Regions from separate parts of the Sus scrofa genome. Here region 1 is linked to region 2. A link is a contact called in public Hi-C data. All regions are on one chromosome and are shown on one strand. Each heading gives the region's core, a stretch centred on a gene start, on an enhancer-like site or on the middle of the called end of the contact. The rest is flanking DNA. Distances are from core to core; before and after follow the strand shown. Region 1 overlaps SMAP1 (stromal membrane-associated protein 1). Region 2 holds the start of SMAP1 (stromal membrane-associated protein 1).

Region 1 (3,580 bases), core at 915-3,414, 73 kb before region 2:
TCCTTATTTGTTGGTGGCTTATTCACGTTTATACCTTAGGCATAAAAACTAGAATATTTCCCTTAATTACCAAAAGTTTTCAAATACAGAAATACACAAAGAACAGTCCATTGCCCAGTTTCAACAATTATTAATATTTCTCATCTTTTGTAAGTGATGAAGTATTTTTTTGGCCATGCCCGCATCAAGTGGAAGTTCTTTTTTTTTTTTTTTGTCTTTTGTTGTTGTTGTTGTTGTTGTTGTTGCTATTTCTTGGGCCGCTCCCGCGGCATAAGGAGGTTCCCAGGCTAGGGGTCCAATCGGAGCTGTAGCCACCGGCCTACGCCAGAGCCACAGCAACGCGGGATCCGAGCCGCGTCTGCAACCTACACCACAGCTCGCGGCAACGCCAGATCGTTAACCCACTGAGCAAGGGCAGGGACCGAACCCGCAACCTCATGGTTCCTAGTTGGATTCGTTAACCACTGCGCCACGACGAGAACTCCAAGTGGAAGTTCTTAGGCCAAAGGCACTGCAGTGACAATGCTGGATCCTTAACCCACTGCACCACAAGAGAACTCTCATATTGAAGTATCTTAAAGTAATTTCAGATAAGAGACATCACCCCTAAATACTTCAGAATGAATCTTAAAAATATGTATTCTCTCCATAACCACAATCACCACGTATCTCAAATTAACAGTAAGTTCTCAATGTCATCTAACACTCAGTACGTATTCTACCTCCTAAACTATGTCTCCAAAAAGAATTTTTTTGTAAAGGTCTTTTTCAAAACATTTTCCTCTCAAGAACCACGTACTGCGTTTGATTATGTCCCTTAAGCGCCTTTCAGTTTAGAAGAGTCCCCACTCCAAACTTTTTAAAAATCACTGACTTGGTAAAGAGATACTAAACTCAGATTTAATATACGGAACTACAACCTCCATTCAAAATATTTTCAGGGGAAATACGTCTGTGATCAGTATAATGCTCCTTACTTCTGAAAATAACTTGAATATAAATATTCAAAGTGTACCATCAAGATTAAAGCTAAGCTGATGGTTCTGATCTAAAGATTTGTTATTTGGCTGTGGCATAACGGTAAGTATTATTTGGGTCTGATATTCTCCCTCTACAACAACTTTTAGACTAAAAGAATTTAGTATAGATCTGATGTGAACAAATAAGTCTATTCAATCTGAACATATAGTAACTTTAGCCATTTATACACTAAGTTATATATACATATGTGTTTTACACATTCATTTAAACATGCAAGTATTTTTATGTGTTTTCCCAATTACATTTATATCTCACAAGGTGTGGGCTAGCAGCCTGTTACCATACTTCAAATATCCGACAGCATTTTCACTATGAAACTTAAGAACTTCAACTTTTTTTTTTAGTATGTTTTGTAATTTTTTTTTTTTTTTTTTTTTTTTTTGGTCTTTCTGTCTTTTCTAGGGCCACACCCACAGCATGTGGAGGTTCCCAGACTAGGGATCAAATCGGAGCTGTAGCCACCGGCCTACGCCAGAGCCACAACAACGCCAGATTCGAGCCTCGTCTGCAACCTACACCACAGCTCATGGCAACGCCAGATCCTTAACCCACTGATTGAGGCCAGGGATCGAACCCGCAAACTCATGGTTCCTAGTCAGATTCGTTAACCACTGAGCCATGATGGGAACTCCAAGTATGCCTTGTAATCTTTTCTTGAAAGCTGGACATGATGTCCTATGTAAAAGAAACTGCTATAAACAGACCTTGGTATCATGGTGATGAAGTTTGGGGGAGTGGGAGGGTTCTACTGTCCTGTGATTAGATTTCAGTTTTCCATCCAGTCTCTGCCTCTGTATGTGAACTTCGCAAATCTTTTCAGTTTTTGCCCTCCCTTCCTTCAGTTGGACAGAGTGGCTAGATTAGGCAGGAGTTAGGATTTCCCTTCTCTCAAAGGGAGAGAAGGCTAGGAATAGGTATTTCCCTTCCCTGAGATCAGTTAAATAGTTTCTCCTGAGGGCCTACCTTGCTAAAAAACAAAAAAACTCTGGTGCATTTCAAAATGGTTCTTTCCAGTCTCTTCTGCCAGAAGCACTAGGAGCTTTTCTCCCCTATCTACTTGTGCTGAGCTCCTGGGGATAAAACTCACAAAAGTGTGGGACCTGCCCCGTGACTGAGTCCCCCTTGAGTAAGCCTCTAACAACTGCTCAATTACATTTTGGGTTTTCCCAGCTCAGTACTGGTTCCCACAGAGCTGTGACTAAAGTTGTGATTCTCTAAATTTACCCACCTATGCAATTCTGGGGACAGCAGTTTGCCCTGTGTGACCTCGTTTCTCTGACAGAATAAAAAGAGTTGCTGATTGTTTAGTTTGCTCAGCTTTTTTCTTGTCAAGATGAAGACCTGAAGCTCCTTCCAGTCTTGAAGCTAGACCAGAATCCGGAAGTCTCCTTAACCTTTTTTTTTTAAAAACAGAAAAACATTTATTTTAGGTAAAAACCACTGTTTCCTGTTGTTTATCGGCATACTCTAATGAATAAATTAAAAACAGTCAAAAGTATAATTGCCTAAATGTGGGACAAGAGATAAAAGCCCAAAAAAGAAAGCAATCACCTAATAACCTTGTCTTATCTATGAAAGTGAAATCATTGTCTTCACTAAAAAACAAATTCCAAATAACAACTAATTTTCAGTAAAGAGAGGAAAAACTGCTCCTGTACAAAAGTTGAGCAGACTCTCCACAGGAGGAAAAACACTTATTTTAATCTGACAATATGGGAGAAGTAAGAGCAGCAGTAGACTACTGATCCTTGCTTATAAAAAAATTATTTAATGAAAACAGAAAAGGAAACTATGTTACAAAGAGAAAGTATCTGTATCAAATATTTGGATAGAATTTATCTTTTACTTCCTATAGTAACCACATCAAAAAAATCCTCATAGTCAATTGCATTTAAAAATCAATTACATTTTTATGTTATATAAAATTCAAAAAATTTTCATAATAATGAAACTTAGCCAAATCAAGAGGAAGAAGTAGTTTTCTTACATCTGAAACCTTGGACAATTCTCTTAAAAAAGTAATTGGAAGGAAAAAGAAAGCAAAAATATGTTGCCTTTTTTTTTTTTTTTTTTTTTGGTCTTTTCTACGGCCACACCTGTGGCATATAGAGGTTCCCAGGCTAGGGGTCTAATGGGAGCTGTAGTTGCTGGTCTACACCACAACCACAGCAACGAGAGACCTGAGCCACGTCTGCAACCCACACCACAGCTCATGGCAATGGCAAATCCCCAACCCACTGAGTGAAGCCAGGGATCTAACCCACAACCTCATGGTTCCTAGTAGGATTTATTAACCACTGAGCCACAACAAGAACTCCTGCTGCTTTATTTTTAAAATTCAGTTATCGAGGCCACTTATAAAATGTGCATACAGAACTATCTCTTCAACTTTTTTTTTTTTTTTGGTCTTTTTGTCCTTTTAGGGCCACACCTGTGGCATATAGAGGTTCCCAGGCTAGGGGTCTAATCAGAGCTGTAGTCACTGACCTATGCCACAGCAATGCCAGATCTGAGCCTCGTCTGCAACCTATACCAGAGC
Region 2 (3,820 bases), core at 733-3,232:
GGGTTAAGGATCCGGCATTGCCGTGAGCTGTGGTGAAGTTCGCAGATGCGGCTTGGATCCTGCATTGCTGTGGCTGTGGCGTAGGCCGTCAGCTACAGCTCCGATTAGACCCCTAGCCTGGGAACCTCCATGTGCCTCGGGAGCGGCCCTAGAAAAGGCAAAAAGACAAAAAAAAAAAAAAAAAAAAAAGAAGGAATATAATATGAAAGACAAGGAACCCAATAAAAAAATGAAGAGATATTTTGCCAAAAAAAGAGCTAAAAACTTTTAAAAGATATTCAACTTCTCTAACCAGAGAAACAAAATCATAATACAACTTCAATACTCTATAGGCAGATAAAAATTAAATTTTCTGATATCAAGTGTTGGCAAATATGTGGAGCAACAGAAACTCTAATATACTCCTGGAAGAAGTATAAATTGCCAGTAGAAATGGAAAATGCCTTTACAACTTGGTATCACATTGTAAAACTGGATCAGGCCTATACCATGTGTTCCAGGAACTCAACCCCTGGTGCAAGTACATCCACAATGTACACAAGATGTGTAGCAGCCAATCCTGGGGTCTAGAATTACACAAATGTTCTCAGCGGGAAGGAGAAAGGAAAAATGTATGGTATGTGAATACCTACAACATCATATATCAATATGGACAAATCTAAAAATAGTGGTTGAAAAAGGCAAGTATAATAATACAAATGATATGAAGCCATTTCCATTAAGATCAAAAACACAGTTACACAATTGCCTCAGGAAGCACACAGATAGCTGGTTGGCAATGGAAATATTCTATTTCTTAAGTTGGAGAATGGGTTCATAAGTGTCGGCTTTGCTTCTTACACGTGTTACATAAATTTTGGTATCAAATACTTCATTATTAAGGTTTTAACACTACTGAAAAAGGGATTTTGAATGAAAACACAAATCTTCACACAGTTACTACCTTGCGGTTTGGATAAGACTTGTACTTTCTATATTATCCATTTCTGGACCATTTACAATTTTTTACAACAAAGAAGTAGTTTGGGGAGAAGTGATTTCAGAAAGGAAAACTGCATAGGAATCAGGGGCACATTAGGATGAAGGCCAGAACTGTTTTCAACTTACTATGCTTAGCATACTTTGTGAGTTAAGTCTTTAATAGTGTGAGAAACTTTTCAGAAAAAAATGAGTTTTTAAAAATGCTGAGTTACATTCCGTGGTCGCAGCCAAAAAAAAAAAAAAGCGCCCTTTAAAAAAAAAAAACGTTTTACTGAAAGCATGCATATTTTCTGTAATTAATTCCCACCATCTAATTTTTATTATACTTATTTACCTTCTCCATAATCCCGCACTTCTCCACTTTAAAAAAGATACTGTAAACTGCCATTATGTCCTTTTCGACGTAAATTAAGTAAGTAAAGGACGACTCTCATTGCCAAAGAGCCTCCTTTTCCATGCTTTTCACAAGCTTCAGACATAGCGCGCCCCCAGATAACCAGAAACGTTTGCTTCCCTTTCGAACCCAGAGCCATGGTCAGCGGGAAGCAGCTGTCCGGCGGGGCGGGCTCTGGGGACCCTCCAGCTCCACATCCAACCCGAGCTCCGGCGGGGAAGAGCCTGCCCAGAGCAGAGGCGAGAGGCCCCTAGCCGGACAGACAAGATCGCAGCTCCTGGGCCCCCGAGCCCGGGACAAGCGCAGCTACCCAGCCGGACGCCCTAGCCTTTGCGACCCCGCCCGCGACCTTGGCCCCGGAACTGGGCGCCTTACTTGCCGCTCTCCACGCTGTGACTGGGACACGACCCAGCAACAAAGTAAAGCACGACACTGGCATAACGTCCCTCCCACAGCCTCCGAGACTGCACAAACAGGAGATGAAGGCCGAGGTGTGCTCCCGGCAAGCACCGCGTGAGGGATGGACCGCCCGTGGGGCGGGGCCTGTGTACGCCGTGGGGCGGGACCTCCGTGGCCCGCTCCAGGAATCCATCGAAGGCCCTGGACTGGGCTATCTGCTGAAAAACGGCGGGTGTGGAGCGGCTCAACCTTCTCACGAAGAACAACCCAAACTGCCCTGAACCCCGTGTTGTTTAAGACCCCAAATCATGGCTGAAGCTGGATGAGGGGATGACTCCATTTGTTGCTCTTAATCTGAGGCGAAGATCGTTGTTCACTTCCCCCAAGTTGGGCACCTTCTACTCCTCTGTTCCTGTAATAGGCTTCTTTCTGGCAGTCCTCCCTTTTTACATTTTAAAATCTCTGCTTGTTCAGTGAACTCTTGAGTTCGTCAGTTCTGACCCACTGACTGGGTGACCTGGAAGATGAGGTTTTGAGTGAAGCGTAGAGCAAGAGAAGTCTCTCCATCTGGTCCAGCTGCCTGGAAGTAGCGCCACGCATCCACCCTCATGGTCCAGCGGCTCCAGTGCTGTTCCCAGCACATGTGGCAGATCAGGAGGCTTCAAGGAACCTATGGAAGTCTATACAGAACCACAGTGGGAGTTCCCGTCATGTTGAAGTGGTTAACGAATCCGACTAGGAACCATGAGGTTGAGGGTTCGATCCCTGGCCTTGCTCAGTGAGTCGATGATCCGGAGTTGCCATGAGCTGTGGTGTAGGTTGCAGACGCGGATTGGATCCCGCATTGCTGTGGCTCTGGCGTAGGTGTCTATGGCTCCGATTAGACCCCTAGCCTGGGAATCTCCATATGGCCGCGCGAGAGCGGCCCTAGAAAAGACAAAACAAAAAACAAACAAACAAACAAAAAAAAAACCCACAGTGGAGTGCCTAGAATTTTTTATTTTTATTTTTAAGGAAAGTTCTTGGCTAGCTAAGAACTGCTGATGTCTGGCCAAGCAACATCAGGTAGACAGGCAATCTGAGTTTCTCATCAAGAACCAGGAGTCATTTGGTCCTCCTAGATAAGGAGTCCTTTCAGTAGGAGGAAGTGATATATACAGAACAGGGCCAGGGCCAAAACCCAAGCAATCTTCATTAGCATTAGTTTGGTAGATCTCAAACACACACACACTTCACCCTTAGTTCATACAGACTGTCTTGAGATCCTGTGACAAGTTGGCTGAGGGAAAAATTCAAACCTAGATAACGGAGGACTTTGTACAATATACTGACCAGCTGGCAAATGACTGATTTGGCATTTTCAGCACCATTTAACAGAGGCCCTCAAGGAACAGCAGAGAGAAAAAGGATCCTCCCGGAGGCAGAACTTCATCTTATACTCTTTGCCTAGGAAGAGATAGAGCTTGAGATACAGATCTGCATCCTTTCATGGGCACTGGTTTAGTCAAACAGTCAGTCAGGGACTGGGAAAATGTAGAGATTTTGGAATAGTTTTTGGAACAGGTCCTCTCCAAATAACCCCAAAGCATAAGAATACTTGGGTCTCGGAGCTCCTGTCGTGGCCCAGTGGAAACAAATCTGATTAGTATCCTTGAGGACACAGATTTGATCCCTGGCCTCGCTCAGAGGGTTAAGGATCCGATGTTGCCATGAGCTGTGGTGTAGGTTGCAGATGTGGCTTGGACTCCGAGGTTGCTGTGGCTGTGGGATAGGCCAGCAGCTGCAGCTCAGATTCGACCCCTAGCCTGGGAAACTCCATATGCCGCATGGGTGTGGCCCCCAAAAGACCAAAAAAAAAAAAAAAAAAAAAAAAAAGAATATTTGGGTACCAATGAATGCTCAAAAGAAGGCTCCCGTTGTAAAAAGGTCCTAATCAGAACAAGATTACTGTATGTTATCTATTGCTGCCTATCATACCAATATTTTGTAGCTTAAAACAATAAAGAATCTATTCTCTCACAGCTTTTGTGTATCTGAAATCCAGGA

What was found. Hi-C and Micro-C count contacts between places; a contact is called where the count stands out from the background.
Region 1: a contact with region 2 is called in a Hi-C map of liver, with 4 times the contacts expected there. The contact joins the enhancer-like site here to the promoter of SMAP1 in region 2. A contact is called at or near these places in 1 of 5 promoter capture datasets (liver) and 6 of 47 Hi-C or Micro-C datasets (alveolar macrophages, embryonic fibroblasts and liver).

Annotation. Positions count from the first base shown.
Region 1 is chr1:50,793,560-50,797,139 of Sscrofa11.1, reverse strand. The region is part of intron 2 of SMAP1 (stromal membrane-associated protein 1); the gene reads right to left. Among named protein-coding and RNA genes, the nearest start is that of SMAP1, 74 kb to the right of the region's middle. Within about 2 kb of position 2,164, at least 10 of the 83 cell types and tissues checked have an H3K27ac peak or open chromatin away from gene starts, as enhancers often do. A contact at or near this core is called in liver, where this site is marked.
Region 2 is chr1:50,719,735-50,723,554 of Sscrofa11.1, reverse strand. SMAP1 (stromal membrane-associated protein 1) reads right to left here and starts at 1,982. Exons shown (of 12, transcript XM_021089443.1): 1 at 1,751-1,982. The coding sequence starts at 1,967.